Regions from separate parts of the Mus musculus genome. Here region 1 is linked to region 2. A link is a contact called in public HiChIP or PLAC-seq data. All regions are on one chromosome and are shown on one strand. Each heading gives the region's core, a stretch centred on a gene start, on an enhancer-like site or on the middle of the called end of the contact. The rest is flanking DNA. Distances are from core to core; before and after follow the strand shown. Region 1 overlaps Gm40931 (a long non-coding RNA gene). Region 2 has its middle 5.8 kb from the start of A330076C08Rik.

What was found. HiChIP or PLAC-seq counts read pairs in DNA pulled down with a chosen protein or histone mark.
Region 1: a contact with region 2 is called in an H3K27ac HiChIP or PLAC-seq map of heart atrium, with 4 times the contacts expected there. The contact joins two enhancer-like sites. A contact is called at or near these places in 1 of 484 Hi-C or Micro-C datasets (myocytes) and 3 of 115 datasets of contacts at active chromatin or transcription factors (cardiomyocytes, embryonic stem cells and heart atrium).

The regions. Positions count from the first base shown.
Region 1 is chr13:44,607,120-44,610,321 of GRCm38.p6, forward strand. The region is part of intron 1 of Gm40931 (a long non-coding RNA gene); the gene reads right to left. Among named protein-coding and RNA genes, the nearest start is that of Gm40931, 28 kb to the right of the region's middle. Within about 2 kb of position 1,407, at least 21 of the 459 cell types and tissues checked have an H3K27ac peak or open chromatin away from gene starts, as enhancers often do. A contact at or near this core is called in heart atrium, where this site is marked.
Region 2 is chr13:44,220,704-44,223,923 of GRCm38.p6, forward strand. No RefSeq gene overlaps it. Among named protein-coding and RNA genes, the nearest start is that of A330076C08Rik, 5.8 kb to the left of the region's middle. Within about 2 kb of position 1,713, at least 32 of the 459 cell types and tissues checked have an H3K27ac peak or open chromatin away from gene starts, as enhancers often do. A contact at or near this core is called in heart atrium, where this site is marked.

The DNA.
Region 1 (3,202 bases), core at 157-2,656, 390 kb after region 2:
AAGCCATTGGTTAAAAACAGGTACTGTGTTCAAAACTATTATCTCAACACTTGGGAAGTATCAGAGTCAAGTGGGGGGATAAGAGTCAATGTCCACACAGTTGCTATGTAACATATCGGGGTCCAGACTGGACTAGAGGAGACTAAGGAAAAAAGTAATAGTAACAGTAACACCTAAGAAAAAATAAAGAGATGGAAAAGGATAGCTGAGTATTAGCTATATTTAAACATATTTAACTAATAGCTCGTGGGGGGTAGGGTATGTAACTGGTAGTGCTGAGAGCTGAACCCAGGGCCTTGCACATGCTAGGCAGGGAATCTGACATTAAGCCAAGTCAGCAGCTCTACACTCTTGTCGTTTGCCAACGTCTCGTTGACCTAGGCACTGTGCCAAGTACTCATGAGAACAAGAGAGTGGGCTAATGGTAGGGTGCATGTCTCCAGGGGCAAAGCCTTGGATTAAAGCCTCAGCACTGAAATAAAGAAGAAAGACCTCAGTGCTCGCCGTGGTCAAGTTTGCCTTGCACTGAAGGAAGAGCTGTCGGGTGCCAGCAAAGGCTAGTGGGGGTCACAGTTAACAGTCCCCAGGGAGGGCAGGCTGGGGCTTCCAGATGATGTCTGAAGTGGGTCCTGAAAGAACAGTAGGGTGTAGCCAAGAGGAGCCTAGAAGGCACAGTTCAGGTGAAGAACAAACAGGAGAGAGTCATTGTTTACAGTAGAGGATGGACCCACAGCTCTCCTGATGCTGGGGTAAGAGGTCTACCACTGAGCCTTGTCCACAGCCTGGGACAGAGCTCAGCTCTGAAGGAGATGGGGAAGCTCGGATCAGTATTTCTCTTTAGGCCCAGTCAGTGTCTGGTAAAACTGTTTCAGTGACTTCTCACTTGAAACTAGAACCCTGACTTTTACACTCCTAACCTTTGACTGCCCAGATAAAACCACTTCCTCCAGACACAAAGTCTGTGTAGCAGCTGTCCTGTCCCCTGCCTGCCCTGACCTAGAGTGGACAGCCACACTGGGTGTGTTCTCTCCGTCCCTCTGGTCTCCAGAACTCCAAATACTCTTAGAATTGGCAGAATTCTACAAACCACCTGTCAAACTGCCGCAAACCCATTTCCATTATTAACAAGTAGAGGCGAATTTTTCGGACGGAAAAACTCAACTCTCTCATTGCCTAGAGGAATGCAGGGGACGGTGGCATAGCATGTCTTAACATCCTAATGATGGCAATTGTCTACTCCAGTGAAAGAACGAGGTGGAAAGGAGCCAGCGAGGCAATGAAGAGTCTAGGAAATTCAAGAAGGTCCCCCAACCATTATTATATAACTCACTGGGTGTCAAGGCTTGGCCTGACCTGACCTGACAGAAGGTTATTAATAGACTTTATCTCATTCTCTGGCTAGCCTTTGGCTGAAGAAACTGTATGACATTTGCACAATACTGCAAGAGACCCTTCTAGGGATGGTAGGTCTCATTCTGAAACCCATAGGGTCCCAAGGATTTTAGATAAGTCTGCCATGGTTTCTGTAATCTTACTGAAGGGGTGTGTGTGTGTGTGTGTGTGTGTGTGTGTGTGTGTGTTGTTTTGTTGTTTTTCAGCTCAGTTTACTTTCTTTTAACTCCTTAGGTTTTTGAGTTGGTTGATTGGTTGGTTGTTAGGGTCTCCCTATACAGCTCAGGCTGACCTTGAACTCACTGTATCGTCCAAGCTGACCTCAAAGTTTCAGTCACCCGGCCTCAGCCTCCTGAGTGCTGGGATTACAGTCGGGTTTCGCTTCGTTCAGCTCTGCAGGTGTTTTTAATGAGCACGTTCCCTGGGGCTGTATTTATTCTTAGCTTGTGCTCATTTGAGAGCTTAACCTGGTTATAATCACTGAAAACTCTTTGTCAGGAGCAGATAAAATAGCCAGCCATGGGCAAGTGGAGCAAGAAAAGTCAGGCAGAGACAGAGGTTGGAGCTTGACCTAATTTGTCCCCTTCTCTTGTTATCTTCTCTCCTTGGTCCATCAGAGGACAGTCATTCATCAGCAAGGCCACGGGCAAGAGGAGTTCAGATTGAATTACGCTGCTGAAGTGAAGACTCAGAGGTTTGGAATCCTCACCCACTGGACTGGCCGTGCATGTGCCTCCTACATCTTAGGCCTCCAGATACTCCGTAGCTTCATCAGAACTGGCGAGGGCTTGGGTGTGGTAATGGCTGCCTGTCTTCCAGGACTCAGGAGGGTGAGGCTGTAAATTCAAGGCCAGGCTGGTCTACCCTAGGCATTGCCTCAAAAAAAAAAAAAAAAAAAAAAGGAGGTTGGCAAAATGGCCCATAGAGTAAAGACACCTGCTCTCAAGTCTGAGGACACAAGTTTGATGCCTGGCACCTACTTGGTAGAAAAGGAGAAGCGACTCCTGCAAGCTGTTTTCTGGCCTACACATTCGAACTGAGGAACCTGTGCCTACACACAAATGTGCGTCTGTTTTTCCACTTTAATTTATTAAGGCAATGATTGGAATTTTGAAATCAGGAGAACACTAATATTCCAGACTATATTCTGCTATTAAAAATGATCTATGGCTAGAAAGCATGCCTCACCGGGCATGCACAAGGGCATGGTCTCATTCTCCATGTCGGAGGAGGAACCTAAACGTGAAAGTGAACTATGATCATCCTGTCTCTTCAGGAAAAAGCAAAATCAGCAATAACACCTGACCCGGGCTAAGTTAACCATAAATCAGGCTTGTCTTAGAACACTGAGGTCCAAGGGGATCTGATTAATAATCAGTAAGGAGTTCATTTTGTGTTTAAGAATTGGTCTTTTCTCTGTGAGTTCGAGGCCAGCCTGGTCTACAGAGTGGGTTCCAGGACAGCCAGGGCTACACAGAGAAACCCTGTCTTGGGGTGTGTGTGTGTCTGTGTCTGTGTCTGTGTCTGTGTGCGTGTGGAACTAGTCCTTCATTCCATTTCACAAGAAGCACTGAGTGTGTGCCAGGCAGAGTCAGGAATGGTACCTCAATCCTAAAGTCAATAAAGGCAGACAAGAGTTAACAGGGGTTGCAGGACAATGAAAATGTAACCACTGACACTTAGGAGAACGGTCTTAGGTAAGCATCAGGAACAGAGAGTTGTTTGGTCTTTATGAAGCTAAGACAGATTCAGGAACACATTATGGAGAGATATAACATCAAAACCGAATCTTAGAAACCTCGAAACTTGA
Region 2 (3,220 bases), core at 463-2,962:
TTCTATTCTGAGTCCCAACTGAAAAAAGATAACCTGCAGAATCTACACTAGTCAGACTCATAGATAAAGAGTATTATGGAGATGGAGAGAGAAGTGGGAATGTCCATGTGTGGGTGTATAGTTTCTGCTAGGGACAATGAGCGTTTCATAGCTGATGGTCACATAGCACTATGGCTGTATGGGCAGTGCTGAATCATACACTTACAAGAGTTAAAATGATAAACAGTACCTCATGCCCATATATTTTTACCACCATTTTAAAATACACTATGACAGGAACAAACGTGAAGATGTCATGTGAAGTTAAACAAGCTGATCGCAGAAGGGCCGATTCTGTCTGATCCGTGTCCTCACTTGAGGAACAGAACCAACAGAATGATACACATTAGAAGGGGATTTATTAGATTGGCTTGCAGGAAATGAGCTGGGTTGTCCAACAATGGTTGTCTTCATACTGGAGAGCCTGAGACCCCTGTAGCTCTTCAGTCCATGAGGCTAGGTACCTGGGCCATCGCAGGTGGATGCTGCAGGCCTGGAAGATTCCTGGAGACACTGTGGTCTTCAGTCTAGGTTCGAAGGCTGGAGAAGAATAACAGCAACAATAGGGTAGATAGGACAGAGAAGATGTACCTGCAAGCATGACTGGAAGGCAGCCAGGCAAAAAGCAAAAGTGTTTTTCCCTGGGACTTTCTTTTGCCTGGCTGTCACCCACACTTGAATTGGACCTCTTTTCACTCCATGTAACCTCATTATGAAAATCCCTTATCAGTCTGCCCAGTGGCTTCCCTGTTGGTCCATTCCAGAGCCACAAGGCTATCTATAAGAAGTATCTAGAAGGTTCTTGACCTTCCTAATGCTGTGACCCTTTATTACAGCTCCTCATGCTTTGATGACCCTTAACCTCATTGCTACTTCAAAACTGTCCATAAGGAAACTGGCCAGTTGCAGGCTCAGCGACCCTGCAGACTCACCCTTTGGGAATTGTTACTGAAGATGTGTCCCCTTGCTTTCTTGAGCTGGCCTATCCTCATGACCCTGGTGAGAGAGGCCAGTCCCCAGTAGTCTGTGTCTTCCCCTACCTTGAGAGTCAGTGAGCAGAGACTGCAGCAGGTGTCTGTGTGATTTTTTTTTGCCACTGACAGCGACAAGCATCCATGTGAGGCCTGCTCAAAAAATCGCTGATGGCCAGGCATGCAGCAGACCTCTACCCAATGCAGCTGGGAGCCTGCCCAGGCTGATGGCTTCAGGCTGGTTTGCTCTCACTTCCTGACAAGGGCCTGCACTCCCGTGCCTCCCTGTCTGCAGATTCCATGGGCCCAGCCTCCAGTGCCAGCTGAGCTTTCGACAGGGTTGGTTTTTATGACTGGAGCTGTCGGCTGGAGAGACATGTTTTAAAATTCATGACCTTTCCCATTAGGGTTCACAAAACAGATCAGACTCAGAGATGAAAGCTGAGTTGATTCTTTCACTGGTGTCTTCATCCCACCCCCCACCCCCCAATCCCTGTACCCACCCCTCCTTTTGGCTTCTTCCTCCCCCAGATTTCCTTCTCCATTGTCCTCTCTGATCTTTTGCATTTAGCTCTGTTTTTAATCCCAAGGCCAAATGAAAATTGCCCCTTCTCTAAACAGAGGCTGCCATGAAGCCTGACTCTCAAAGGTATCTCCCTTGGTCAGGTAGGGAGAGGCCAGCCAGGGGACAGCTGTCCCAGAGAGATAGAGCCCACTTTAGAGTTAAAAGGGAGCCAGGCAACAAGGGCTGGGGAGTAGAAAGGCCCATTCTGGGACAATCCTTCCAGGCTGGGAGAGGCCAGGACACAACAGGGACTACAATCAGGCCAATAGGCATTCTGCATGCATGCCCTGCCAGGGAAATTAAAGAGGGTGTCTGCTTCCTGCCAAGGTATAAACAACAACACAGTTCCCAGGGCATCTGTCCTCAGCTGCCCTCCCTTGGAGCCTCTCTTCTCCTGGGCCTCTCTGAGGGCCCCAGTGAAAAGCAATGCCCAGTAGCCTGGTTCTCCAGGGGACCAGGAGGACTCAGGCTCTGCCCCAGATTGCCATACAGGAAACCTGTAGACTCTTACAGCACAAGGAAGGAAAAGAAGAGACGAAAACTCTGCTGACTTCAGGAATATTTGACACCAAGGACTCGTCACTGCCACAGTGAGAGAGAGAGAGAGCAAGCATTCCCAGGAGGGATGGGTAAATTTAGTGAGAACGTATTCACTAAAGTCTCTATGTGTATATAGAGCTCGGCTAATTTGTTCATAAACCTCAGAAAGTAGATCATTTCAGCCTTGGGTCCTGGCGAATCAACTCAGCCACAGTGCTCATGTATTCGGTCAAATGCCTATTTAGATATAGGTATTGCCTTAGTCAGGGTTTCTATTCCTGCACAAAACATCCTGACCAAGAAGCAAGTTGGGGAGGAAAGGGTTTATTCAGCTTACACTTCTACATTGATGTTCATCACCAAAGGAAGTCAGGGCAGGAACTCACACAGGGCAGGAACTCAGAGGCAGGAGCTGATACAGAGGCCATGGAGGGGTGCTGGTGACTGGATTGTCTGTCTCTCCTGGCTTTCTCAGCTTGCTTTCTTATAGAACCCAGGACCACCAGCCCAGGGGTGGCACCACCCACAAGGAGCTCTCCTGCCTTGATCACTAATTGAGAAAATGCCTTACAGCTGGATCTCATGGAGGCATTTCCTCAAGAGAGGCTCCTTTCTCTGTGATAACTCCAGCTGTGTCAAGCTGACACACAAAACCAGCCAGTACAGGTTTGGAGTTAATAGCCTGAGTAAACTAGATTATCCTGCATGTGAGTCTCCTTCAGCCAACTGAAATCCTCAAGGAAAAAGAACCAAATTTCCCCAGAACCCTTAGACCCGGGAGGACATGAGAACTCTGCTCTGGGTCTTCAGATTTGGGCTGCTACTCAGCCCTGTGCTCAGTGTTCAGCCTGCCCATCTACCCTGCAGATTTCAGGATTTCCATCCTGGAGCCAGTTCCTCAAGAGAAAAGCCCCTCTCCTCCTCGAGAATCCTGACTAATTCTCTTGCTGTGGTTTGAATGTGTCCCCCAGAAGCTCATTTGTTGGGAATATAACACATGTACTGGTGGTATTTATAGGTGGGGTCTTCGCGTGGTAGGGGTGGCGCATCATTAAGACTAAATTCAGAAGATCTTGAGGGTGGGGTCCCATGATGGTATGAGTGA